Regions from separate parts of the Cricetulus griseus genome. Here region 1 is linked to region 2. The links are chromatin contacts, called in public Hi-C maps. All regions are on one chromosome and are shown on one strand. Each heading gives the region's core, a stretch centred on a gene start, on an enhancer-like site or on the middle of the called end of the contact. The rest is flanking DNA. Distances are from core to core; before and after follow the strand shown.

Evidence for each region. A called contact is a pair of places that touch in the nucleus more often than the background predicts.
Region 1: a contact with region 2 is called in a Hi-C map of fibroblasts, with 1.8 times the contacts expected there. The contact joins the promoter of Snx9 here to the enhancer-like site in region 2. A contact is called at or near these places in 3 of 8 Hi-C or Micro-C datasets (the CHL-YN cell line, the CHO-K1 cell line and fibroblasts).

The regions. Positions count from the first base shown.
Region 1 is chr2:286,968,465-286,971,882 of CriGri-PICRH-1.0, forward strand. Snx9 (sorting nexin-9) reads left to right here and starts at 1,946. Exons shown (of 18, transcript XM_035440425.1): 1 at 1,946-2,164. The coding sequence starts at 1,961.
Region 2 is chr2:286,928,202-286,931,409 of CriGri-PICRH-1.0, forward strand. No RefSeq gene overlaps it. Among named protein-coding and RNA genes, the nearest start is that of Snx9, 41 kb to the right of the region's middle. Within about 2 kb of position 1,615, at least 3 of the 6 cell types and tissues checked have open chromatin away from gene starts, as enhancers often do. A contact at or near this core is called in the CHO-K1 cell line and fibroblasts, where this site is marked.

The sequences.
Region 1 (3,418 bases), core at 696-3,195, 41 kb after region 2:
TGTTCTTCACACAAATGGATTGTACTGTACACAATGTTCTTTTTCATCTTTGGCAATATTCAAACTACTGTTTGCCTTTGGTGATGGATGGATACCAGACTCCCTATGAGCATAAATTCTGAAAATGTTCAAGTCCACTTACAGATGTCATAGTGTTCGCATAGAACTGTTCTGAATCCTCCCATGTATTTTGAACTACGTATGGTGCAAATGGTAGATAAATTGCTGTTATTTTGTTTAGAAAATAATGCATGAAAAAGAGGTCTGTACATGATCAGTGCAGATACAATTTTTCTTTTCAGATAGTTCCAGTCTGAGACTGTCTGAATTCAGGGATGTGTGAAGATAAAGGAGTGATTGTCTTATCAATTTATGAACCTCCAAGAACTTAATTTGTATAAATTTGCCTTATTTATCGGGACAGTCCTATTAACAAGTATATAGGTGTTTTCTAGTTTGTCTTAAAATGCTTTGGTAATGTCTTTGCTAACTTGCCCAAGTCTGACAGGATGCATTCCTAGAAGTTGCTGGGCCCAAGGCTGTAGTTACTTCCAATTTTGTATTCCCAACTCAGGTTAAGTTATTTGAGCCATCCTTTGTTCATCATTGTAAGTAATTAGATAATAACTTTCTCAAAGGGCTAAGTGAGATGGAGGCTTCAAGTCTAGTATGCAGAAAGAAGGCTCTCAATGACTTTCCTTGTCCTGTGCTTAGAAAGACAAGTCTGGGCTGCCCAGATGGCTCAGCTGATAAAGGCACCTGCTGCCAAATGTGACCACTTCAGTTTGATCTCCAGGACCCACATGGCAGAAGAAAAGAATGGACTCCTACCAGTTGTCCTCTGAGCTAACTCCACACGTGCTATATGTATGTACCCACCCATGCCCAGTGTGTGTGTGTGTGTGTGTGTGTGTGTGTGTGTGTGTGTGTGTGTGTGTGTGTTAGTTGTTTCACTGCTGTGATAAAACACCATGAAAACCAACTTGATGAGGAAAGGGTTTATTTTGCTTACCCTTCCACATCACAGTTTCCATCTAGGAAGGAAATGAGGGCAGTAACTCAAGGCAGGAACCTGGAGGCAGGAACTGATGCAGGGGCTGTGGAGAGGGGTGCTGATTACTGGCTTGCTCCCCAAGACTTGCTGAGTCTGCTTTCTTATGTCCGCCGGGACACCTGCCCAGATGCGGTACTTGTCTTTCATCAATCAAGGAAATGTACCACAGGCTTGCCTGAAGGCCAATCTGGAGGAGCTTTTCTTTCAAGTGAGATTCCCCCTTCCAAAATGACTCTACCCTTTGTCAAATTGACATAACTAGCCAGCACTACACATACACATAACACACACACACACACACACACACACACACACACACACACACACACACTCGCTCACTTAAGAATATAACCGTGGCTGACTATAGCATTGACCATGAGTTCAATATACACACATTCACAGAAAACTCTATAGTACCACCTAAACACTATTATTGGCTGTAACTACCTAACTCTCTGGGGAGTCAAAAATTTTTTTTTTCCAGCGCTGGGTGGCAAACCCAAGGGCTCATACATATTTGTCTTTCATTCTTCAACCCCCAGACCAAGAAGCTACAAATCTGACAGTGAATTTAAATAACAACTTCCTGAGGTAATAGAATCGACTTTATTTACCTAGAATATGTATCCTTAATAAAAAATATAATGTATTAAACTATTGCAACAACTAAGGCAAATCTTGCAGGGGCGACTTTTGTGAAAAATCTCATTGCTCAATTTATGTCACCCGTTTATTAATAAAATCCATATAGAATCAACTGTGGACAAACTACTCTGAATTAAAGACGTTATACTTTGGACTTCTCTTTCAACTTAAGGAGACCGGTTGTTCCCTCAAACCTCTGAGGCTTTTTTTTTTTTTTTTTTTTTTTTAATGCTCCAAAGGGCAGAAGTGGGTCATCTCAGAATGGAGTCCCTAAGCGTCCAGGCCAAGAAGCCCAGGCCAGACCTCAGCCTTGGGGAAACTCCATGTAGGAGGCAGGATCTCCCAGCCCGGGAGCAGGAAGCCATTGCTCGGCCCGGGCTGGCTGTCTATGTGGCACTCGCGGTCGTCAGCCCCCAAGCACCCCGACCCCTCCGCAGCAGCCCCGCCGAGGCCCGGGGATCCCAGGCAGGTAGCTCGGGCCCGGACTCGTCCAGAGTCGTCGTCCTCCTTCTCCTCCCGCAGGCAGCGAGCCGGGCCCGAGGCTCAGTGCCGCACCCCGCGAACGGCTCAGCCGGGACCAGGCCGCTCGCAAGCTGCTCGCCTGACTCCGCAGCCGCTGCTCCCGCCGTGGGCCCCGCACACAGGGCCTGGGGCGACGGGGTCGGGGCGGAGGCCTGGGCGGGCGAGGAGGCCGGGCTGCGGCCGAGGCCCCAGGCGCGCTTCCGCCGGCCGCGCCGCGCACGCCGCGGTCCATGGGAGGCTTGGCCGGCGGGGGCGGGGGCCGCGCAGCCGGGGACTTTCAGGAACTGCAGGCGCGGGCGGCGGGAGTCGCCGAGCCGCGGGGGCCGGAGCGCCGAGAGCAAGGCTGAGATCGAGCGCCGCGCCGTGCCCGACCGCAGCCGCCAGCCGCAGCCGAACCCGTCCTCCCCGCCCGGCTAGGGCCGAAGCTCCGCGGCGCGGGACACCAGCCGGCCCACCGGGGCCCGGGAACCGCCCGCCATGGCCACCAAGGTGAGGGGCGCGCGCAGGCCGGACCGGCCGTTCGGCCCCGCGGCGGGAGGCGGAGGGAGGCCGAAGAGCCCCGGCGGTCGCTCACGAGTCGGTCCCCGCCTCCCGGGCCGCCGCCGCGGGCACCGAAGCGGAGGAGCGCTGGGGACGGGTTCCCGGGGAGGCGGCTTTGCAAAGTTTGCACCTGAGCTGAGCCGGGCGCCCGGGATGGAAAGTTCCCGCGGCCCCAGAGCCGCGGGTCTCTCGGAGGCTGTCGCAGGTCGCCTGCCTGCCTGCCTCCTCCTCCAGACCGCGGCCCCGCGCACGAGGGGGCCGAGCCGGGCGGGGAGGACGCTGCAGCCTCCCGGAGCCGGGAGCCGCGCTCCGCGCCCTCTGCCTTCAAGTCTCTCATTTTTTCGTTTTGTTTTTGCTGTCTTTTCGGTTTGAATGGGACGTTTTCGGAGTGAATAAAGTATCAAGAGGGAAATGACTGTGCTTTTAGACTACGTGGTTGCTCGCAGAAGAAAAACAACAAAAAGGGCCAAGGCCCGAAATGCTTAGTGGAACTTTGGTTCCTGCTTGGTCAATGGCCAGGAGTCTTGGCTTGCTTATGTTAGTTATGTTACTGTTTGTGAAATTAGCAGTCCGTTTTTGCTGTCTGAGTCTGCATAAATTCGTTTCCCTGGTTCCCTTTTCTTATGTGATGTCAGTAGTGACTTGGGCATGAAACAG
Region 2 (3,208 bases), core at 365-2,864:
ACTAGACCCAAGATAAATGATAAATGGGCATTTATTGGGGAACACTTACACAGATAATAATAAAGAACCATGAGAGCGCTTCTTAGGTGACCCAAGAGAAAGATTGCAAGCAAAAGAAGCCAATGCCTCAAGCTTCCCTCTTTCTGCTTCCATCTGCCTGAAGTCACACTCAAAGGGGTGTGGCCACTGTTACAGGTTCACAGGCTAGACCGCTACACATGGGTCTGAGGAGCACTGGTGACAAGAAGGTCTTTAAGAAGCACATGGGTGCCAGGTCACATGCCAAGAAGCACAGACATTATCTGGAAAGCTGAGAGGGAAATGGCAACATCAGAAGTGTGACTTCAGAAGCCGTGTCCAGCGGTGTGGAGACCGGATTCAAACTCTGAAGTCTGCGATAGAGAGATCACTGGGGGGCTTCTGATGCAGCAGCCTAACTTCCCGATGACCCAGGAGATAAGCAGCAGACTAGAAGCCTCTGGAGTCAGGAAGCATCCACAATACTTGAGGTGCAGAACAGATCAGACTTATTGACTAAGTGGTCATCAATGAATAGTAGAGGCATGCACCAGGGATGACTCAAGGATTCTGGTCACTGTCACCAGGCAGATGGTGATATCATTTGCCTTCAATGAGCTTCATGGGGGAATCTCCATCTTATTAGTGTGTTGCGCTGTTGGCACATAGATGCTGAGCATTTATGGGCTGCAGCCAGCATAGGCGTTGATGGGGAAATGATAAAGAATGAGCTGGGAGGGGTTGCTATGCATCGGGAAGCTGCGTGCCCACAGCTGGAATTCCAAGGTGAGATCAGCCCTGGAGGTATGGATTCATGACACATTGTCCTTCAGAGAAGGAGGATGGGAAGCCACAAGGAATCATGACCATGTCCTGAGAAACCCCTTGGGTAAGGGGCCAAAAGATGAGCAGGAGTCTTTGAGAGCTTTGAAAAATTGGCAAAGACAAAACAAAACAGTAGAGTTATAGAGTATGGGGGGGTGGGCAGCCCTGTCCTCGGGGAAGCCAAACAGAATAAGGACTGAAACTTAGCTATCCAACTTGCCAAAGAGGACGCAGTGGTCACATCGCTCCCTTGCAGGAGTCCTGAAATCCATGAATGAAGTGAAGCTTCATTCTAGGAACATGGGGCTGAGAAAGAGGCCCAGCTGTTGTGCTGGAAATGATCCAGATCCAGAAAGGACCCAGTGCTAAGGACTCAGGAGTCTGTAAGCTGGCTGATAGCATAGCCATTGTTACAAGTTAAATCATACAAATTTACAAATCAAATGAGTTATGCTAAAAAGAAGGGTAATAAATAAGCAGCCAAGGCACACCACTTCTTATTAAGTGTGGTTTCTTATTGCCGATGCTGCCCATTGTACACACGTATGTACACTGTACACATACATTGTCTGTGTACAGGGACTGCTATGTAACTATAGGCTACTGTGCATCTCTTCCCAACTCACGCATTAACTTGTAGATAGCTCAGTATTGGCTTTGGTGAAAGTGTTCATTCTGTGACAGTCGGCAAATGTACACTTCAGAGCCCTTTATTTCCACACAGCTGGCTGTTAGTGCCAAGATACCACTGAAACTGAGCCATGGAGTGACACCCACCCCCTTCTTCCCCATGGGAAGTATCCAGCAAGTCCAGACTGACTCACAGTAGCACTGATCACAATCGGTCTGTTAAGCTTTAACCCATAACCAGTCCTCCACCTCAGGGGTGCTAGTTAATGGCTCTAGAGAACTGTCTAGGTAAGGCCAGCCAGCAAGGACACAGAGGGCTTTGTGTCACCGAGGAAATAGATTCCAGCTTCCTGACTTGACACCAAGTGCTGGATTCTAGGCCCAGAAGAAATCCAGAGTTGGAGTAGAAGTCTAGCTGGCAGCTGGTCGCCTGCACTGTGCTTGGATAGGGGCAGAAAGCAGCTGCAGATGGACTCGAGGTCCGTTCTCAGGTGAGGAGGGATCCCCAGTGTATCCCTGTGTCCCCTTCCCATTGCCCCTCAGCCTGGCCTCACAAGCCTATTGGAGGCTATGGGGTACCAGGATGGGGAAGGTGGTGCCTGACAGCCAAGAAGTGGGGTGTGAGGTTTACTAAAGAAGGGGGAGGAGGGAAAAGGGGGAAGGAGGGAAGGGAAGAGGAGGAGGGAGGGAAAGAGGAGGGGGGGGAGGAAGAGGGGACAAGAAGAGTAGGGGAAAGAGAAACCAAAAAAATTATTTTTTTAATTCATTGAACATGAATCATTGGTGTATGAGTCACTTGCTATACTTGAAGGCCCACAAGGGAGAGAAAGACAGGAGGACTCGGGGAGAATTGAGCACATGGTCTAGAGAGAATTAAAAAAGAAGAAACCATCCAAGTGTGTGGTGATACATTATTTATGATTTATTAAAGCTTGCCTGAGGATACAGAAAGCAAAGCCAACCACACTAGTTAGCTATAGAAGCCAGGGGGTGGTGGTACACACCTTTAATTTCACCACTTGAGAGGTAGAGGTATATGGGTCTCTATTAATTCAAGGCCACACTGAGCTACAAGAAATATATCCAGAGCCAGGCAGTGGTGGCGCACGCCTTTAATCCCAGCACTCGGGGAGGCAGAGGCAGGCACATCTATGTGAGTTCGAGACCAGCCTGGTCTACAAGAGCTAGTTCCAGGATGGCCTCCAAAGCCACAGAGAAACCCCTGTCTTGAAAAACCAAAAAAAAAAAAAAAAAAAGAAAAAAAAAAAAGAAAGAAATATATCCAGTTCTAAAAAGAAACAGCTCTCACAAAGATGATCTCAGCACTTGGGATCACACACCTTTAATCCCAGGACTCCTGCATGAGAGGTATTTAAGACAGGAACGGGGTCTCCAAGAGGCATTCATTCTCCAGCCACATTGAGGATAGGAAAGCAATCAATCTCTAGCCATGTTGAGGAGAGCATAGCAGTCTGAGTGAATCTGAGGAGCAGTGAAGTCGGCAGCAGTCTGAGGTTCGCCCCTTTGGTCTGATCATAGGTAGAGGTAAGAGCTAGTGGCTGGCTGCTTTGCTTCTCTGATCTTCAGCTTGAAGCTTGAACCCTAATATCTGTTTCTGGGTCTTTTATTTTTCATGCTACACAAGTGACCTGGGTTTTGTTCCTGCTTCCCTTCACAGTTCTAACCAACAGCAGCAGTGCTTTAAGCACACCTCTGGTTACAGCCCAGATGCACA